Regions from separate parts of the Ovis aries genome. Here region 1 is linked to region 2. Evidence: chromatin contacts called from public Hi-C data. All regions are on one chromosome and are shown on one strand. Each heading gives the region's core, a stretch centred on a gene start, on an enhancer-like site or on the middle of the called end of the contact. The rest is flanking DNA. Distances are from core to core; before and after follow the strand shown.

The links. A called contact is a pair of places that touch in the nucleus more often than the background predicts.
Region 1: a contact with region 2 is called in a Hi-C map of skin fibroblasts, with 3 times the contacts expected there. The contact joins two enhancer-like sites. A contact is called at or near these places in 2 of 16 Hi-C or Micro-C datasets (skin fibroblasts and tail adipose tissue).

Annotation. Positions count from the first base shown.
Region 1 is chr12:21,138,880-21,142,597 of ARS-UI_Ramb_v3.0, forward strand. No RefSeq gene overlaps it. Among named protein-coding and RNA genes, the nearest start is that of TGFB2, 100 kb to the left of the region's middle. Within about 2 kb of position 2,097, at least 6 of the 54 cell types and tissues checked have an H3K27ac peak or open chromatin away from gene starts, as enhancers often do.
Region 2 is chr12:21,067,877-21,071,385 of ARS-UI_Ramb_v3.0, forward strand. The region is part of intron 2 of TGFB2 (transforming growth factor beta 2); the gene reads left to right. Among named protein-coding and RNA genes, the nearest start is that of TGFB2, 29 kb to the left of the region's middle. Within about 2 kb of position 1,960, at least 15 of the 54 cell types and tissues checked have an H3K27ac peak or open chromatin away from gene starts, as enhancers often do.

The sequences.
Region 1 (3,718 bases), core at 847-3,346, 71 kb after region 2:
AATGAAGGGAGACAAGGAGGGAGACAGGAAAGGGAGTGGGTTACATGATCACCAGACTTGACGTGCATCTCACATTGAGTCAAGAGATTGGTGTCTGTATATAACACCAAAGTAGCTAAACAAATGTGGTGAGAAATACAGAACAAGTTAGTCAACTGGGCTTAAGATCAAGCAAAAGATTCAAGGGGGGAGTTCTAACGTGCCATTGTTTTTCAGTAGGTGTCTTGAGAAGTAAAGAAGCAAGTTGCATATATGATGTGACTGGAACAAGGAATTCTTTTTGCTCAGTCTCTGCCCTGCTGTGCTGGGTGTTAGAAATGGTCACATCTCATGCCCAGGAGTCTCCCTCAGAACCCTGAGCCATCCCAATCCTAAATTTCCTATTCTGGACTCATTCTCATTTATATTAATCCTCAGCATCTACTGGAGAAGGAAATGGCAACCCACTCCAGTATCTTGCCTGGAAAATCCCAAGGACAGAGGAGTCTGGTGGGTTACAGTCCCTGGGGTCTCAAAGAGTCAGACACGACTGAGCGACTTCACTTCCCCTTTCCCTTTTCAGCATCTACTATATGACTTGTGGCTGTGGCTTAGTTGCTAAGTCATGTCTGAAGCTTTTGCGACCCATGGACTGTAGCCCACCAGGCTCCTCTGTCCATGGGATTCTCCAGGCAAGAATACTGACGTGGTTTGCCATTTTCTTCTCAGGGGATCTTCCTGATCCAGGGGTTGAAACTGTATCTCTTGCAATGCAGGCAGATTCTTTACCAACTGACCCACCAAGGAAGGCCACTATACAACTTCGCCTATGGCAGAAATCAAAGCATGAGATGGGATTATACCCCCAACCCAACCATTGGCACACTATCTGGGATGCAGAGATATCACTTTCAGTGTCTTTTTCAATTAAAAAAAGAGTTAGATTAGGTGGTCTACAAAGTCCTTTGTAAATTCCTTTTTTCCCCCTCTTGGTTGGTAGGATGCTCTGTGTGTATTTCTATGATTGCTCCAGTGAGCATAAAATAACTCTTCACTATAATTCATTCAACAAATAATTACCAAGCATATCATATATACTAGATTTTTTTCTAGGTTTTAGGTTGTAGGTTCACACAAGTGAACAAAACAGCTCCTTCAATCTGAGCCTTCAGTAGGTGATGCTCTTGGTAGAGGGGGGTGAATTTCACTTCAGTGAAACCCTAAAGAAAGTGCTGTAATCTGCCCTCCCGCTGTATTTTCCTTGCTGCAGGCGCTGAGGCTTGGTTGACCATCTCTGGTGGAAGCAGAATCAGCAGCCACTTCTTTGGCTGATTTTAGAGGAAATGGAGAAGGAAGAAGCCCTTCTTCCCCAATACTTTCTCCAGCAGAGCCAAGCCTCTCATTTGCCGATCCAAGATTGGCTGGGCTATAACCCAGCATGAAGGAATTGATAAACCGCTGTTCATGAGGAAGAAAGACTGGAAGCACGTTGCTGCTACAAGTGGAGACTCAGCAAAGAGGGCTTCAGATGCTTATTCCACCACAGTGAACAGTAATTAGTTCTGCACCCCAGGAGCTCACAGTTTAGAGTGAAAGAAACAATGAGCCCAATTATACTTACCATTGATTCTGTTGCCAGCAATATCATCATCAACAAAATCATCACTGCAACTTACTAAGTGTGTGTATCTTGATTTATCTCCCATGGCTAACTTGCTCCATCTAAACCAATTATTCTGAACTGGGAGCTGCTTGCCCTCCCCCCCTTTCCCCCATGGGACATCTGACAAAGTCTGGAGACATTTCTATTTGTCACAACTCAGAAAGTGCTATTGGCATCGAGGAGGTAGAGGCCAGGCATGCAGCTAAGCATCCCACAATGCACAGGACAGTCTCCTTCAGTGAAGAATTTTCTAGCCAAAAAAATGTCAGTATTGCAGAGACTGAAAAACTCTGATCTAGATCAAAACTTCAGCCACATTTGGTAGTTATCAAGTATTTCACAAGACAGTAAATGTTGATGAACATATTTGCAGAAATGTAGTGTGAGTAACTATAACGAGTTTCCGAAATCACAGTCTAGTTACACAGCAACAGAAGTGAGAGTATCTCTGAAAGCTTTCACCTCAACCCAAGAGTCTCTTAAAGCAAGTTACTCATTAATCTGTGTCTATTACAGAGCTCCAGTTATGACTGCATCTATTGGAATGTCATTTCAGCCCCAGTGTGTTCAGAAGTCTTAAGTCTCCGGAAAGAGCAAGCATCAGGAAACATCTTTATTAATAGTGAAGTGGAGTAGGACCCTCCTGGGTACCAATCCTTTCTGTGTCCCCCACTTGTTTGTAGGAAATAAGCTTCCTTGACCTTCCCTGAGCTCCAAAAGGCAGATTCGAGGAGTTGCTAATCAGGGAAAGGAAGGAATGTAGAAACTAAGGAGAAACAGTTAAGAAACAGTACTGCATCAATAAAGCAGGATCCGGCTTCCTCCTCCGAGGATATATGTTAACAGGAACCTAGTTCTTCTGCAGGAATAAAGGCCCCCACCTGGAGGGAGGATGGGAGCTTTGGGCTGAGCGGACGATTCCTGGAGCACCGCCCTGTTGTCTCGTTACCTACCACCCAGTCTGGAGGAAGCCTGCACACGGTGGAAGAAAACAGACTCTGACCCCCTCCCCAAATGATTCACCCTTAAAAAACTTTCATGGCTGTGCATAATCTTCAGAGTTCAATTTCGGACATGAGTCTGCAGGTTGCCAGCCTCCTAAATAAAGCATCCTTTCCTTTCCAATTAACACTTTCAAGTGAACAGCAGCCAAACTCGAGTTCGGTGACAATAGAAAATTCTGTTGGAGGGTGTATGAAGTTGTCGACAGAAGGCAATGATCAAAATGATTGTTGCTATTTTAAGCCACCAATTTGGGGTGATTGGTTATACAGTGATGGTAACTGAAACAGTGACTATTTTTTTGCTTTTGTAATTGAGAAGTTAGATGCCTGACTTTTATCACTTAAACTAACAGCCTGTGCAAAATAGGAACTTGAAGTAGACGATCTACATGGACTCTTTTTTCTCAAAAAATAACTTTTTGAGTTCAGCCTCTCAGCAGCTTTTTAAAAATGCGTATTTCTTTGGCTGCGCAGCGTCTTAGTTGTGGCACACGTGAACTTCCATCGTTGTCATGGCATTCGGGATCTTAAGTTGCAGCATATGAATTCTTAGTTGTGCTGTGTGGGATCTCTTTCAGTGACCAGGCATTGAACTTGGCTTCCCTCATTGGGAGTGTGGAGTCAGCCTCTCAATTACCAGGGAAGTCCCAGAAACTTTTAATATTAGCAGGATCTGTATAAATTGATGGAGATGCAGAGATTTAAAAAAAAAGTCCACAATCTCTGGCCATGAAGTTTTTAGTCTTCTGAAATAACTAGGTATATAAATGTTAATATACAAAGTACAATATGGAAGTCAAAAGCAGTTAATTTATCCAGTATTTATTGACCACCTGTGATGTGGCATGCACTCTGCAGGTACTGGGAATATAGCAGTTTTGAGATGACAGACACATGGAAATGATACTAGTGGGTTATAATAATACATTGTGAAATGCATTGGAAATGTATTAAAGTTCTTAGTAACAAACAACAGAAAATAAGTCTAGTAAACTTATTAGATCAGACCATGTGAAATTGGTTTATTGTAGGTCTGATGTAGCACTAGCAATAAAGAACCTGCCTGCCAGTG
Region 2 (3,509 bases), core at 710-3,209:
ACGGTGGTCCCTTCCTTTCAACTCTATGAGGATGTCAACCTTTGGTTTTTTGATCCCAGCCTACTGTTGATAAGCCAAGAAAGTGACTCACACATGAGCCGAAGATGACTCTCGAGTGTGACAGAGTCTGTGATATAATAGAAAGAAAACATAGACTTTGCATAAAGGAGAATCCGGGGTAAAAATCCTGACTGTGAAATATTAGGCAAGTCACTTACCCTCTCTGAACCTCATTTTTCTCTTCTCTAAAATGAAAATTAATTTTAAAAAAATACTCTTTTAAATGGTACTTAAAAAGAGAGAGAGGTTAGCACATAAAAATGCCTTGCATGTGGTAGGGAGTGAATATATTTTTTATTCATTCATTCATTCATTCATTCAAGGTGATCAGTAAAGACTTAACTTTTCTTATTTTTTTGTATCCTGAGAACTCTAAGAAAACCAGAAATTCCAGCCCAGATTTTTAATATCAAGTCATATGTTGAGAAAAGCAAGTGATAGATATTTTTTAAGCCTAGGAAAAAGTTGAAAATAGTTCCAATTTCTGTTAGACAAAAATAATATTGGAGATATCATTTAAATATTGGTAGAGGTAAGTAAGGCAGAATGATATTCTCGGTTTTATCAGAAGGGCTCAAAATTCTCAGAACCTGCCTGAAAGAACTCTCTTTGTTAGTAACTATTTCTGCAGCTAAGTAGTACATCTCTCTCTCTTGTTATTTCACTTTATTTTTAAGCATTCTGCTGGTTCCATTATATATAGACAATATTATACATGATATACATGCACAGACATATACATATTAACCTTTGAGATATGTTCCAGTTCACTTTTGTTTGCCAAAGTAGGCTACTATGAAATGAGCGAAATATTAGAAATATCAGAAATATAAAAATATTAGATATTCTGAAATATCAAAATATTAGAAATATTATCAGAAGCCACATAGGCTCCTGATCATACTTTTGTTTTCAGTTTAAACAACATTTTTGTGTGTGTTATTTTACTTTAATCTCTTCCTGAACTGTCACTGAAAGCAGTAATGTGGAAAATATTGTTTGATTCAATTTAATTCAATAAATATTCACTGAGCATGTACAGCCTCCAGGGCTTGCTGCCTGACTCACACGGGTGGATAAAAATGGGGAGAGTAGGGGTGGACCCCCCAGAAGAGGCAGCACGGATAGCCCAGGGGAAGGCACTGCAATCCTAGGACACAGGTGTGAGTGGGGACACCAGATTCCTTTCGCTAGAACAATGGTTGGGCGTGCTCCTTCTTTAAGCCTCAGTTTCTTAGCTCACACCAAAATGCAATAATCACAGTGGGTACAGGACAGAGGGGATGCGCCTCAAAACGTGTGAAATTGGTTTTGTCAGTGTTCTTATTCTTTTTATTGTTATTCTTCTATTATGGCTGCCCCCAAGTTATGCTGCTTATAACCTATTGGTGAAAAAAGTTGATAACCCACCACCCTACGCAAAGCAGCGGAACCATTCAAAAGTTGCTGAATGATATTTACAAGCCAAGGCCAATGGTAACACAAAGACAAAATGATTGAGTAATGAAAACAACTTAAAAAAAATTTGATCTGTATTGTATGCAGATTGCTACGTGCACCTGAGTGGTGAATAGCCACAACCTCCGTATGGAAAGGGAAATAGGAAAGTCAGTGTCTCCTTCAGCTGTTAAAGGACAGAAGCAAATGATGTCTGTGTTGATAGCAAAGCTTTTCCCGTCTCAGAGTACAGTTCTTGACGTTTCCATACATTGAAATTCCATTAGAACCCACTGCTTTACGTGGCTTCGGATACGGTATGTCTGAGTCATGTCTCTTTGAATACAACTGCAATCAATAAAAAACCCAGTAAAATGTGGTTAACCACAAGGACATCCCTCCCCACCAGCCCCACCCCCAGTCAGTACTGTGATTCATTCAGTTTACTGCTCCTCCCCGGTCGGTCGTAGACTGTTGAGAGACACAGGCTTCTTCGAATACAAAGAACAGAAAGTCCCCCTCTTGTGCTGGTTTGCCGGCTCCTGTGTTGTCTCGCATGCCCCACTCCTGACCCCTGGGAAGCCCCGTCCTGTCCTGGCCTGGGGTGTCTGTGGCCTCAGCATCACAGGGACACAGGATAGATGTCTCCGGAGGATGTGGCCTGAGGTCCCAGCAAGCCTTACCGAGTAAACAATCTTGCCCTCTCTCTGCCGGTACAACTGGCTTCCTGTTTCATCCTTTGTAACAGGAATCTTGAGGTCCCCAGTAGCCCTCAGCTTCGTTTTCATTCCTTATGTGTCTTGTGCTGCTTTTTCCTTCTTGTTCTTACACAGTAGGGAACTCAGGCAGCGGGAGGGGTTGTGAATGCTCGGGGAGGTCAGAGGGGAGGAGAGGAAGGGAGGGTGGGAGACAGGTGTGCAGAGGACGGAGGCAGCCTTCACCTGCTCGCTGTCTGGACTTGGCCATTCCTCACGGGGCAGCACCTTCCCAGGCCAGTGAAGCCAGAAGGGTGTCTGGCAGCAGCCTTGAGCTGTCATCCTGGAAATCCCAGACCTTCCATTACCCACAGGGGACGTCAGGCTTCACGACTACCTCTAACTGTCAAAGCAGACCTAGAGAAGAGTATGCTCTATTTCCTTTATTCTTAGGACAGTGGTGTACCTTTCTTAGTTCCCGCCTTGATGGTTTTTCTCAAGGTTGCCATTTGGGAGGAGGTTTTCTTTAAAAATGCTGAGGTTGGCTATTCGGAAAGTAAGATGAAGCCAATGGAAAATGGTGTCCTTTTTCTGTGCTCTTAACTGAGGGAGGTTCAGTCCTGATCAAATCAGTGAAGCCCAAGGTTTAAGTCACAGATTAAGGCTGTGTTAGAATCCAATTTTTCCACTTTTCTCTACTTGCTGCTATTTAATGGAGAGAAAGGTGAACCTAAAGATGCCTAATTATGCTTAACTTCTTTTACTTATGGGGGGAACCAGTCACCCTTCACTAAGAATCTGTATCAGTTTCTTTTATTCACACTTAGTATTTTGTCCAAAATAAACAATAACAACAAAAAGAACAATATTTATAATAATAACATTTATTACTTATATCCATGTAGTGCTTCTACCCTAGGGACCTTCCTAAGCACTTTAGAGATACTGACTCATTTGATCCTGGCAACACTAGGTAGATATTATTATTTTCTCCATTTCACATGGGAGGAAACCAAAGCACAGAGATAGATGAAATCACTCCCCAGATCTGTAGCTAATAAGGGGCAGAAACAAGACCCCCACCTCATATTTGCCATTATCATCATTAGTCCCATTAATTGACCCTTGAGCTGATCATGTGACACAGAAGTGGCAATGCTGTGTCATAATTAAGGGCACAAACTCTGAAATGAAAACCGCTCCAGAAAACTATCTGTTTGGGGAAAGGCGGTGAGGTCTGAAAGCAGACGCCACCTGGCTTAAAATATAGAAATCACTTATATATATGAGAAACCTATGTGGTGAATATCCACCCAC